Linked DNA regions of Mus musculus: region 2 is linked to region 1. The links are chromatin contacts, called in public HiChIP or PLAC-seq maps. All regions are on one chromosome and are shown on one strand. Each heading gives the region's core, a stretch centred on a gene start, on an enhancer-like site or on the middle of the called end of the contact. The rest is flanking DNA. Distances are from core to core; before and after follow the strand shown. Region 1 has its middle 130 kb from the start of Gm36372. Region 2 overlaps Lpin1 (lipin 1).

What was found. HiChIP or PLAC-seq counts read pairs in DNA pulled down with a chosen protein or histone mark.
Region 2: a contact with region 1 is called in an H3K27ac HiChIP or PLAC-seq map of the NIH/3T3 cell line, with 5 times the contacts expected there. The contact joins two enhancer-like sites. A contact is called at or near these places in 4 of 15 datasets of contacts at CTCF or cohesin (embryonic stem cells, large pre-B cells, pro-B cells and 1 more), 11 of 484 Hi-C or Micro-C datasets (bone marrow-derived macrophages, embryonic fibroblasts, embryonic stem cells and 1 more), 9 of 115 datasets of contacts at active chromatin or transcription factors (the 230-238 cell line, the NIH/3T3 cell line, bone marrow-derived macrophages and 5 more) and 1 of 9 other capture datasets (embryonic stem cells).

The regions. Positions count from the first base shown.
Region 1 is chr12:16,357,246-16,362,323 of GRCm38.p6, forward strand. No RefSeq gene overlaps it. Among named protein-coding and RNA genes, the nearest start is that of Gm36372, 130 kb to the left of the region's middle. Within about 2 kb of position 1,761, at least 21 of the 459 cell types and tissues checked have an H3K27ac peak or open chromatin away from gene starts, as enhancers often do. A contact at or near this core is called in the NIH/3T3 cell line and embryonic fibroblasts, where this site is marked.
Region 2 is chr12:16,530,849-16,535,723 of GRCm38.p6, forward strand. It overlaps Lpin1 (lipin 1), which reads right to left. Exons shown (of 21, transcript NM_015763.4): 21 at 4,821-4,875. Among named protein-coding and RNA genes, the nearest start is that of Lpin1, 56 kb to the right of the region's middle. Within about 2 kb of position 1,328, at least 209 of the 459 cell types and tissues checked have an H3K27ac peak or open chromatin away from gene starts, as enhancers often do. A contact at or near this core is called in the NIH/3T3 cell line and embryonic fibroblasts, where this site is marked.

The DNA.
Region 1 (5,078 bases), core at 511-3,010:
CATATTTTCAAGTGAATGAAGAAAAGGAGGAGAAAAAAATATGGGACGAATCACTCTTGACTGTGATAAAGGTCAGCATAGTTAAGGGCCCTCAAGTCTATCACCTTTAAAATCAGTTTGGGAGACCACAGTGGACTGACACTTCCCAGAGACACTGAACACTGGGAAATAGTCCACACACAAGTGAGAAATACTGCTACTTTTAAGAATATCCTTTTTGGAGACCTGGGACAGGGAAGACTCCTGGGAGTCTATGGGTTGTGACCATAGCTGAGACACCTACACTCGGGGGACTATGGAGACTAACGTGGCCACCTCCTATAACCAGGTGGGACTTTCAGTTGAAGGAGGTGAACATCAACCCACCCACAAAACCTTCAACTCAAAATGTGCCCGGCCTGCAAGATGCGTAAGGATAAAAATGGAGCAGAGATTGAGGGAACAGCCAACCAGTGACTGGCCCAACTTGAGATCCATCCCATGGAAGAGAGTTAACCCCTGATAATATTAATGATACTTTGCTATGCTTACAGATAGGAGTCTAGCATAACTGTCTCCCCAGAGGCTTCATCCAGCTGTGGATGCAAACAGATGCAGAGACTCTATCAGGTGGAGCTCAGGGAGTGTGGAGGAATGGGAGATAGGATTGAGTGAGCCAGAGGAGTCAAGGACACCACAGGAAGACCTACAAAGTCAAATAACCTGGGCCTATGGGGCTTCACAGAAACTGAATCACCAAGCAAAGAGCATATGTGGCTGGACCTAGCCACCACCCTCACATTTGTAGCAGATGTGCATCTTGGTCTTCATAATGGATTCCCTAGCAATTAGAGCAGGGATTGTCTCTGACTCTGTTCCCTGCCATTAGATTCCCTTCCCCTAGCTGGACTGACTAGTGGGAGAGGATGCACATAGTCCTGCTGCAACTTGATATACCAGAGCAGGTGGATACCCAAGGGGGCTTCCCTTTTTCTGAGAAGGGAAAGGGAGTAATTGGGAAGGAAATTTGTGAGCATGGGACTGGAAGGGGAGGGAGGCCAAAACTGGGATATAAAGTGAATAAATACATAAATGAGTAGGGGGAAAAGAGTATTCTTTAATTTATTTAGTAAATATTTACTGAGGAACTTTCTGCAACAGGCAAAATCTACATTATGGTCTTTAACCCTCCCTCCCCAAATAACAAGCCTGGATATATCAATTCACGTGAGAAGGAAACAGTTTCAAAGAAGTTGAATGAAAGAGAGAGAGAGAGAGAGAGAGAGAGAGAGAGAGAGAGAGAGAGAGAGAAAGGAGGGAGGGAGGGAGGAAGGAAGGAAAGGAAGGGAAAGGAAAGGAAAGGAAAGGAAAGGAAAGGAAAGGAAAGGAAAGGAAAGGAAAGGAAAGGAAAGGAAAGGAAAGGAAAGGAAAGGAAAAGAAAAGAAAAGAAAAGAAAAGAAAAGAAAAGAAAAGAAAAGAAAAGAAAAGAAAAGAAAAGAAAAGAAAGGAGAAAGGAACAAAGGAAGAAAGAAAGCACCAACAGCACTCAGCTAGCACATTCAGCACCATAGTTTAAATCCCTGCCCCTCTGACTCCAAACCTGTACTGACTGCCCTGAATTGATCTTCTTGTGCACACTGCCTTTGTTTTCTCCCTTCCTCTATCCCTTCCACTTTCTGCCTCTTTAAAAACTAATCTGAGGGCATAATATATTCAAACACAGAGGAGAACAAAGGCCCCTTCTTGGAAGGCTAAGGCATGGCATCTTAATTGAAACAAGATAATCCAAACATTTGCTTCACTCAACGTTTACAAATTCCATTTCATTGACTTATATTTTCACAACTGACTGTCATGTCAAAGTTATTTTATTTTCACAGAAGTTAGGAAAATACAAAGAGGGAAAGTTTTAGAACAAAGTGGCTTACAACACAGTTCAACCCTCTCTTCTTGATGTTGTAAGATTTGGGATGTTTCTAAGACACAATACTCAGGCCATTTGACACCATTTCCCATGAGATGCTGGTCCCTGGGCTGGACCCCTCAGATGTCCTGGATTGCTGGGAACTATTACTCTGGTTTCCAAAACCCCATTCCTTTGTCCAGCCATGATATCATCTCCTAGAAGGACCCTTCTTGCAAGATCAGAAAGAAACACCAGCAGGGACTGTCTTCAACATCCAGCCACAGTGCCAGAAAAGGGGCAGAGAACCCCCACTACCAAAGCTAAATTTTTTCCTCATAGATATGATTCCAATTCAAAATAAATGCAGCATTTCAGGGCCCTTTCTACATAGTACAAAGGCAGCATTTTGATAGGGGGATAAAAGTAAAGAGCTGTAGTATACATCCAGCCTAGGGCTCATCATCCTCTGATGTTAGGATGATATGGAGGAAGCCAAGAACTCTGGAATCAATAGAGTGGGCTTCTGCCACAAGCTCCATCCCTTGAACTGAAAATTCCTGTAGTTGAGATTTGTTATTCAAGAACTGGGTATTACTACCTCTATATCTTTTGCTTTAAGGGTTTGGCTATGACTCTTGTGACTTCACACATATGCAACCATCTGAAAGGCTGATTGGAGCTTGTGTTAGTTAGGTTTTTACTGCTGTGAACAGACACCACGACCAAAGCAACTCTTAAAAAGTACATTTAAGCCGGGCAGTGGTGGCGCAGGCCTTTAATCCCAGCACTTAGGAGACAGAGGCAGACGGATTTCTGAGTTCGAGGCCAACCTGGTCTACAGAGTGAGTTCCAGGATAGCCAGGGCTACACAGAGAAACACTGTATTGAAAAACCAAAAAAAAAAAAAAGTACATTCAATTGGGGCTGGCATACAGGTTTAGAAGTTTAGTCAATTATCATCAAGGAAGGAGCATGGTAACATCCAGGCAGGTGTGGTACAGGAGGAGTTGAGAGTTTTACATCTTCATCTAGAGGCTACTAGCAGAATATTGACTTCCAGGCAACTAGAATGAAAGTCTTATAGTCCACAGTGACACACCTATTCCAACAGGGCCAAAACTTCTAATCCTGCCATTCCCTGGGCAGAGCATATACAAACCATCACAGAGCTTCTGGGAAGGCTGCTCCTAAATTGTTGTCTGCAGGTGTGGTAACAGCAAACAAAACCCTCTGAGTCTTTTCCATCCCTTCCAGCTGGAATATACGCAGTCTCACACCTTACCTCCCAAGGGAGGCTGTTCAAGCCACTCTAAGCATAGCCACCCACCAATCCCAAAATACTCATTATCTCCCCTTCACTAAGAACAGGAATGCAACAACCAGGCTCCAGGCATGAGAGTATGGACTCTATATTCTTTACTTTTTTGTTGCTGTGAAAAAAAAAATATCCTGACTTAGGCAGCATAGGGGTTTATTTCAGATTGCAGCTCCAGCGAGGATACAGTCACACATGATTGGAAAGGCATGGTAGCTGGAGCATGAGGCTACCCTGGCAATCAGGAAGCATATTGAATATAGGAAAAAGAGGGGGAAGGAGGAGGAGGAAGGAAGGAGGAGGAATATAACCAGTGACACATTGATATACTTCTTACAGAAAAACTCTCAACTTCTAGAAGTTTTATAATGTTACCAAACAGCACCACCTGTTGGAGACCAAACGTTCAAACACATAAGCCTGTGGAGGACATTCCATAATCAAATCACAGCAGATACCTTTGGGAGGAAACCTTTCTGCCACTGAAATACAAACATCATCCAAGTTTGGGAGCAGTGTAGCAGCTACAGAAAGATGCTTGATTTTACATTGCTTCTGCACCAGCATTTTTCAAAGTTGAGCAGTATATGCAGCTCACTTAGAGGAAAGGAACTCTGTAGACACTCACAAATTTCCCCTCACCCTAGCCTAAGAGGCACTTCACTGTCAGTTTGAGCCTTGGTTCTAATGTGACCAATGACACTAACGGGAACCCATATACCTAGATCCTGTGGAAGGAGTTTTTAAAGACAATCATTATTTCAGAAATATCCTGTTAACATTTTTAACTTACCATCAAATATGAAAGAATTTTCAAAAGTTTTTCAATTTCTTTTTCAAAAAATTCTTATATTCATATATAAGAGTCTCAGGTACCTTCAGCTCCCACATAAGTTGTCTAGTCCCAAAGAGTTAACCTTGGATATATGTACATATGAGCAGTGCTGAATGGACTTAGTAGGTTGTATATACATTGATATACACAGACAGGCATACTCTGTGTGTGTGTGTGTGTGTGTGTGTGTGTGTGTGTGTGTGTGTGTGTGTAAAACAATAATAATTAAAGAAGAAGGGGTCATGAATTTGAAAGAGGGCCAAGAAAAGGGTTTTAGGGAAAATGGAGAGACAAGGAAAATGCAGTGTTAATGTATAAAGTTCTCAAAAATAAAGAGAATTTTGAATGGATACCAGTGTGAAAAAATGCCAGGCCAGTGCTTAACCAGTTTGATCATTTCTATATCTCAGATATTACTTGGCTAGTGGAAAGCACACAAGAAATACTGATAACTGAATAAACAGAGTATATGATAGAAAGTTGAGGGTAGCTAGCATTGGGGGTGATGCTGACAGAAGCCCAAAGGACCACCAGTGTTTATGTGACATAGGCTCTGCACTTTGCTGAGTCATTTGAGAATCCTTATTGTGTGTTTGCCTCTCTTAATGATTATCTCCTAATGTTTTCCTGTGGTTTTCATTAACAAGAAGGAGAGGAAGGCATCGGATCTTTGAAACGGGACCAGAACAATGTCAAGGAAAGGTTGAGAAGAGATGGCACTGGAAACACAATTAAAGCCTTCTGTAAGCATGGCTCTTTTGTCGTCCTGTTCACCTGGAAAGGACTAGGACGCACTATATATAAGGTCAGAAAGAAAGACATGGGGGGTGGGGGTGGCAGAATAGCTGTCTATGAGAAGCAATTCAAACCTCTATGAAGACTGATTGACTGGCATGTGGATAAATCAAAGCTAGGGGCCTGTTTGATTGGAGTGTCTCATTGCCAATGGTACAAAGGGAGGGAGTATTTTGGGGCCCATATTTTATAGGAAACAAATCCCATAAACCTAGCAGCTATGTTCTAGTGTCAATGGTCTCCCTGGA
Region 2 (4,875 bases), core at 78-2,577, 170 kb after region 1:
GGTCCTTCTGCATCGGTGAATAATCAGGACAATCCCCCACAGTCATGCTCACAAGCCAATCTGTTCTGGGCAATTTCTCAGCTGGAGCTCTCCTCTCAGATGACTCTGGGCTGTGTCAAGTCGACCATTCAGGTTAACTTTAGAGTAAGCAGGAAGCCCCTCTCTCATCTTCAAGGTATCAGAGAGAGGAGGAATTACCCATCTTGGGCGGTCAAAGGAGATATTTAAAAGTCCCATGTCAACCTCAGATAGAAGCTAGTTCAACAGGAAGGTCAGGATTTGAGGCACTCGTCTCATATGCACAAGGCCCTGGGTTCCTTCCCCAGCACCAGACAGAAAATAAATCATAACTTCACCAACAGCAAGACACTCACATAAACATGGAATAACTGCTCATCCTCACTCTTAAAAGGTCAGTGTTTAATGACGATGACTGTCCTCCCTGCACAGAAGTTGAAAGAATCAAGGTGAGAAGTGAAACATCAAAGGCATCTCTTCTAAATCCAAATGTACCGTTTCTCAAGCCCACATCAGCTTTCCAGAATGTAGTAAGTACTAATGCTAACTGGAACTCTGACTACGGCTTTAGCTGCACTTAGTTCTAAGTGCATTTGGGCTTTACTAATGCTGAAGAGACTAGGGTTGTGCACAAAAAGAATTAAAGCAGAAAAACACGTTGGCTGGCTAGAGTAGTTGGCTACCATGAGTGAGGCCCTTAGTTCAATTTCCAGCACTGCTGTATGCCTGTAATGGAGGTGGTGGCAAGCAGGAAGATCCAAAAGTCAAGGCTGTCCTCAGTCACATAGCATGTTACAGCTCAAAATAACAGTAACATTTTGGGCTGCATATACATATATATATGTGTGTGTGTGTGTGTGTGTGTGTGTGTGTGTGTGTGTGTGTGTGTGTACACATACACGCTTCAGAGGACCTAAGCTTGATTCCCAGCAGTCACATTGGATCACTCAAAATCACACGTGACTCCAGTTCCAGGGGCATCCAGTCCCCTCTCCTGGCATCCACAGGCACCAGGCACACTCATGGTACTTACATACAAGCAGTCAAAATACTCATACACATAAATCGCTTTACAACTAACAGGGGTGGTGATAACTTGGTTCAGCTCCACAACATTTTGAAGATGAGTCTTTAAACTTGAGAAAACTGCCCTGTAGAATTTGCCCGCTTAGCCTTTGCTGGCTTATCCGAAGAAATAAATGTATAGAGAGCCCGTGAATTGGCCACTGGGGAAGAGCCTGATGAAATACACGTTGTTATTCAACCAATCCTATTACCATCATTATTTCCATGCTGCCTGGTAGACAGAACCCAAACTTCAGTCCAGATCTGAGTCACTTTCAGTCAGCTAAGGGATGGATCACCCAATCAGCTAATGCTGGGGGGTTGGTTTGATTTGGGGGGTTTTTTTTGTTGTTTTTTTGTTTGTTTTTTGTTTTTAGATAATCCTGAAAAATGGATCAAGATGACAAAGAACATTCTGGAAAGAAAGCACAAAGTCCTGAAATGAAAATATAACCCATTTCTTCTCAGCTTGGCTCTGCAGACCATCTCAGAAAAGGATGTTTTTACAGAGCAGAAACGTGACTGGCTGCACCTCCATTTACACTTCTTTGTTACAAAATGCATGTGACTTGTTGGGGTTCCAGCCTCGGGAGAAATCGGAGGCACTGGTGGTTACTTTCCGAAGTGAAACTTCCAACCACAACCTCCGGTGCACAAAAGGCGGAGTGAGTCACAGGAAGAGGCCACTTGCTTGCAAAATGCATTAAAAGTAATGCAGGCTGAATGGACTTCCTGCACCAATGAACAGATAGCTGGCATCGGGACAGGCTCCTCGAGGCTCCCAAACATTTCGGGGAGGACGAGACCATTAGAAATCTGGGCACATCCACCTCTACCCTGTTCCCTGCGTTCTCACTCTGCCCAGGCTGCCAGACCTGCTGTCTCCCAGGCCTGTGGCTCCCATCTGAGATTCCCCAGGAAGGCAGATCTGACTGGATGCTTCCACAGGGTCAGAAGGACACCTTGTGACTTAAGCAAGCACCTGTGGCTCGGTCTCCAAGATCCTTTAATACAAAGAGGTGAGGTGGTCTTTGTAGCAGCTTCTCCCGGTTTGAGCAAGTGGGGTGGAGCTGATGTGAGTCCTAGGCTGATAGCATTACAGCATTCCTGAGCTGGCCAGATGACAGACGTGAGCCCGGGCCTGGGCTGCAATGGTCCACAACATGTGAGTGCATCCGAACCCCATAGGACTTATTAAACTATTCTCGGAGGCCCACACCCACTGCTAGGGTCGGTAGGTCTAGGATAAGGTCCTAAACAATTTTATTTTTAACAAACTCCCAGGACAAACTCCCAGAACCTCCAGGGCCACAAAGAACAGATTTTAAATCTCAACAGACTGGCCTCCAAAGCTCACTTAAAGATTTGGGCCTCGGATTGAGCTCATCCAAGGGACATCCGCACTGAAACAGTCCCCTGAAGAAACTCCCCTGCCTCCACACAAATCCAACCCACAACCTGGCTGGTCTCCAAGCCTGGGACCACAGGGAAAGGCCTTTGTCAAAGCAGAGGCTGTTTTGAAAGGCTATTCGGTCAAACAAGAACCAACTGTGCCCCCCTGTGGCCACCGGCTTTCACTGACTTCCAGGATCAGCTTCTCTGGTCAGACTCTGCTTCCCTTTGGGGACCAAGCCTGGCTGTACCACAAGTGATAGCAATTATCCTCTTTGGTGCTACAGGATAAAAAGAGAGGTTACAAATGTAAAGTCTATCCTGGGGTGTAGAGCATGGACTTGCCTAGCATGCATGAAGCCCTGGTTCAATTCCCAGTACCAAATAAAAGACACTCATTGTGGCACATGCGTGCAATCCCAGCACTGGGGGTGGGGGTGGGGTGGCAGTAATGATCTAATTCAAAGTCATCCTTGACTATAGTGTTTCAGGCTATCCTCATGAGTCTGTCGGAGACACTGATGCTGCGAAGATAGCTCAGTGGATAAAGCACTTGCCAAACAAGTGAGGGGCCCAGCATTGAAATCCCCAGAACCCACAAAAAATTCAGATGTGGTGGTCACCTATAATCCTTGCAACTCACAAATCAGAAATGGAATCATTTTACAAGCTGACTTGAAAAGGGAAAACCCCTGGTGTTCCCCTGTACTGGGGCATATAAAGTTTGCAAGACCCTGGGGCCTCTCTTCCCAGTGACGGCCGACTAGACCATCTTCTGCTACATATGCAGCTAGAGACACGAGCTCTGGGGTACTGGTTAGTTCATATTGTTGTTCCACCTATAGAGTTGCAGACCCCTTCAGCTCCTTGGGAGTGGGTAGGTAGGGGAGCAGGGCGGGGAGGGTATAGGGAACTTTCGGGATAGCATTTGAAATGTAAATAAAGAAAACATCTAATAAAAATAAATTTTTTTTAAAAAAGGGGAAAACCCCGGAGACCCGTCACCTCTCGTATTTCAAGGGAATGGGCACAGTGCTGTTCACACTCCAGAACCATGATAGAAAACACAGATAGACAAAGATGGTCGAATGGAGTCTCAGCTCTGATGTTGGGACCAAAGGCCTCCTGAAGAGAGTTAAGTCCCAGAACCTGTTTCAAAACTGGGCCTCTTTAACTTTCCTCTATGACAATTCCATTCCAGGACCGACCGCACAGGGGTCACGAAAGCTGTCTCAGAGCTGATGGTTAAGACCAGTCCCCCCCACACACACCCAAATAGTTTTTGGCTTCTGATGCAAAATGGGAATGTGTTACTCTTTGAAACCAGACCAAGCCCTTCAAATTCCCAGGTGAACAAAGCTCGTCTCTGGGAAAGTCTAGGCATCCAAAAACTCATTCTGTCTGCATGGGGGTATGAACTGCGGGGACACAGGAGAGCCTTGGGTACCACCATGGAGGTCTGGTGTCAAAGGATAAAGAGAACACAGATGAATGAGTGGCCTATAGACAAGTTTATCCTGGTTTTTATTTCAGATAAGAGAGCCTCAGACACTGCAGTCAGGTAGCATAGATCTGTGGAGCTGTCCGAGGGTTTCTTCTGTCTGTAACATGTTGAATCTACAGACACCCGGGGACCTGTTAGAATTTGGACTCTTCAGTTTTTACCCAGAAGTGCCATTAGCATTTAAGGATGATACTCTTCCATGCCCTCCATAATCACCAAGGCCAACACAGCAATCCGCAGGAAGCCTCCGGCCATTGCTAGTACAGTGTTAATAGGATATGACCAACCTCAGCTCAAACTAGTCAAGGGCTTTGATGGACTCCTTCAAAATGAAAAACTAAGGACAAATATCCAAAAGAGGGGGACAGGGTCTATGAGGTGAAGACACCTCAAACATGGCAAACAGGACCTGTGAAACACTATGTACTGAACCTTCTTCTCTGCCTCCTGGCTCCTCAACACTCCTTCCAGGCCAGAGAGGAGCCATGGTATCTCAAACAGGTCTCTCAACTTGATGATCCAATGTGGGTTGTGCAAGGACCACATGCAATCTCTTTAGTGGAAAGGACGCATTCATATCTCTCAGGAGTAAACGGGGTTGGTATGATACCTGTATGAACTCAAATAACAGCAAAGGTCTTTACTCCCATAGTGAAGAGTTCATAGCCATAAGGAGTCTTTTTATGTGTGTTCCCAGTCCATTTGTGTACAGACCGTCGAATGGATGTGCATGACTTATATGCCCATACATGTAGGAACCAGGGCCTCCAGTGTTGTTCCTCCTCAGGCTCAGTCCTGAGACAAGGGTCTCACACTGGGACCTGGGGCTTGTGGATTCTACTGGGCTGTCTGTCTAGCCAGCACCACGGATCCACCCATCCTCATCTCCCGGGCAC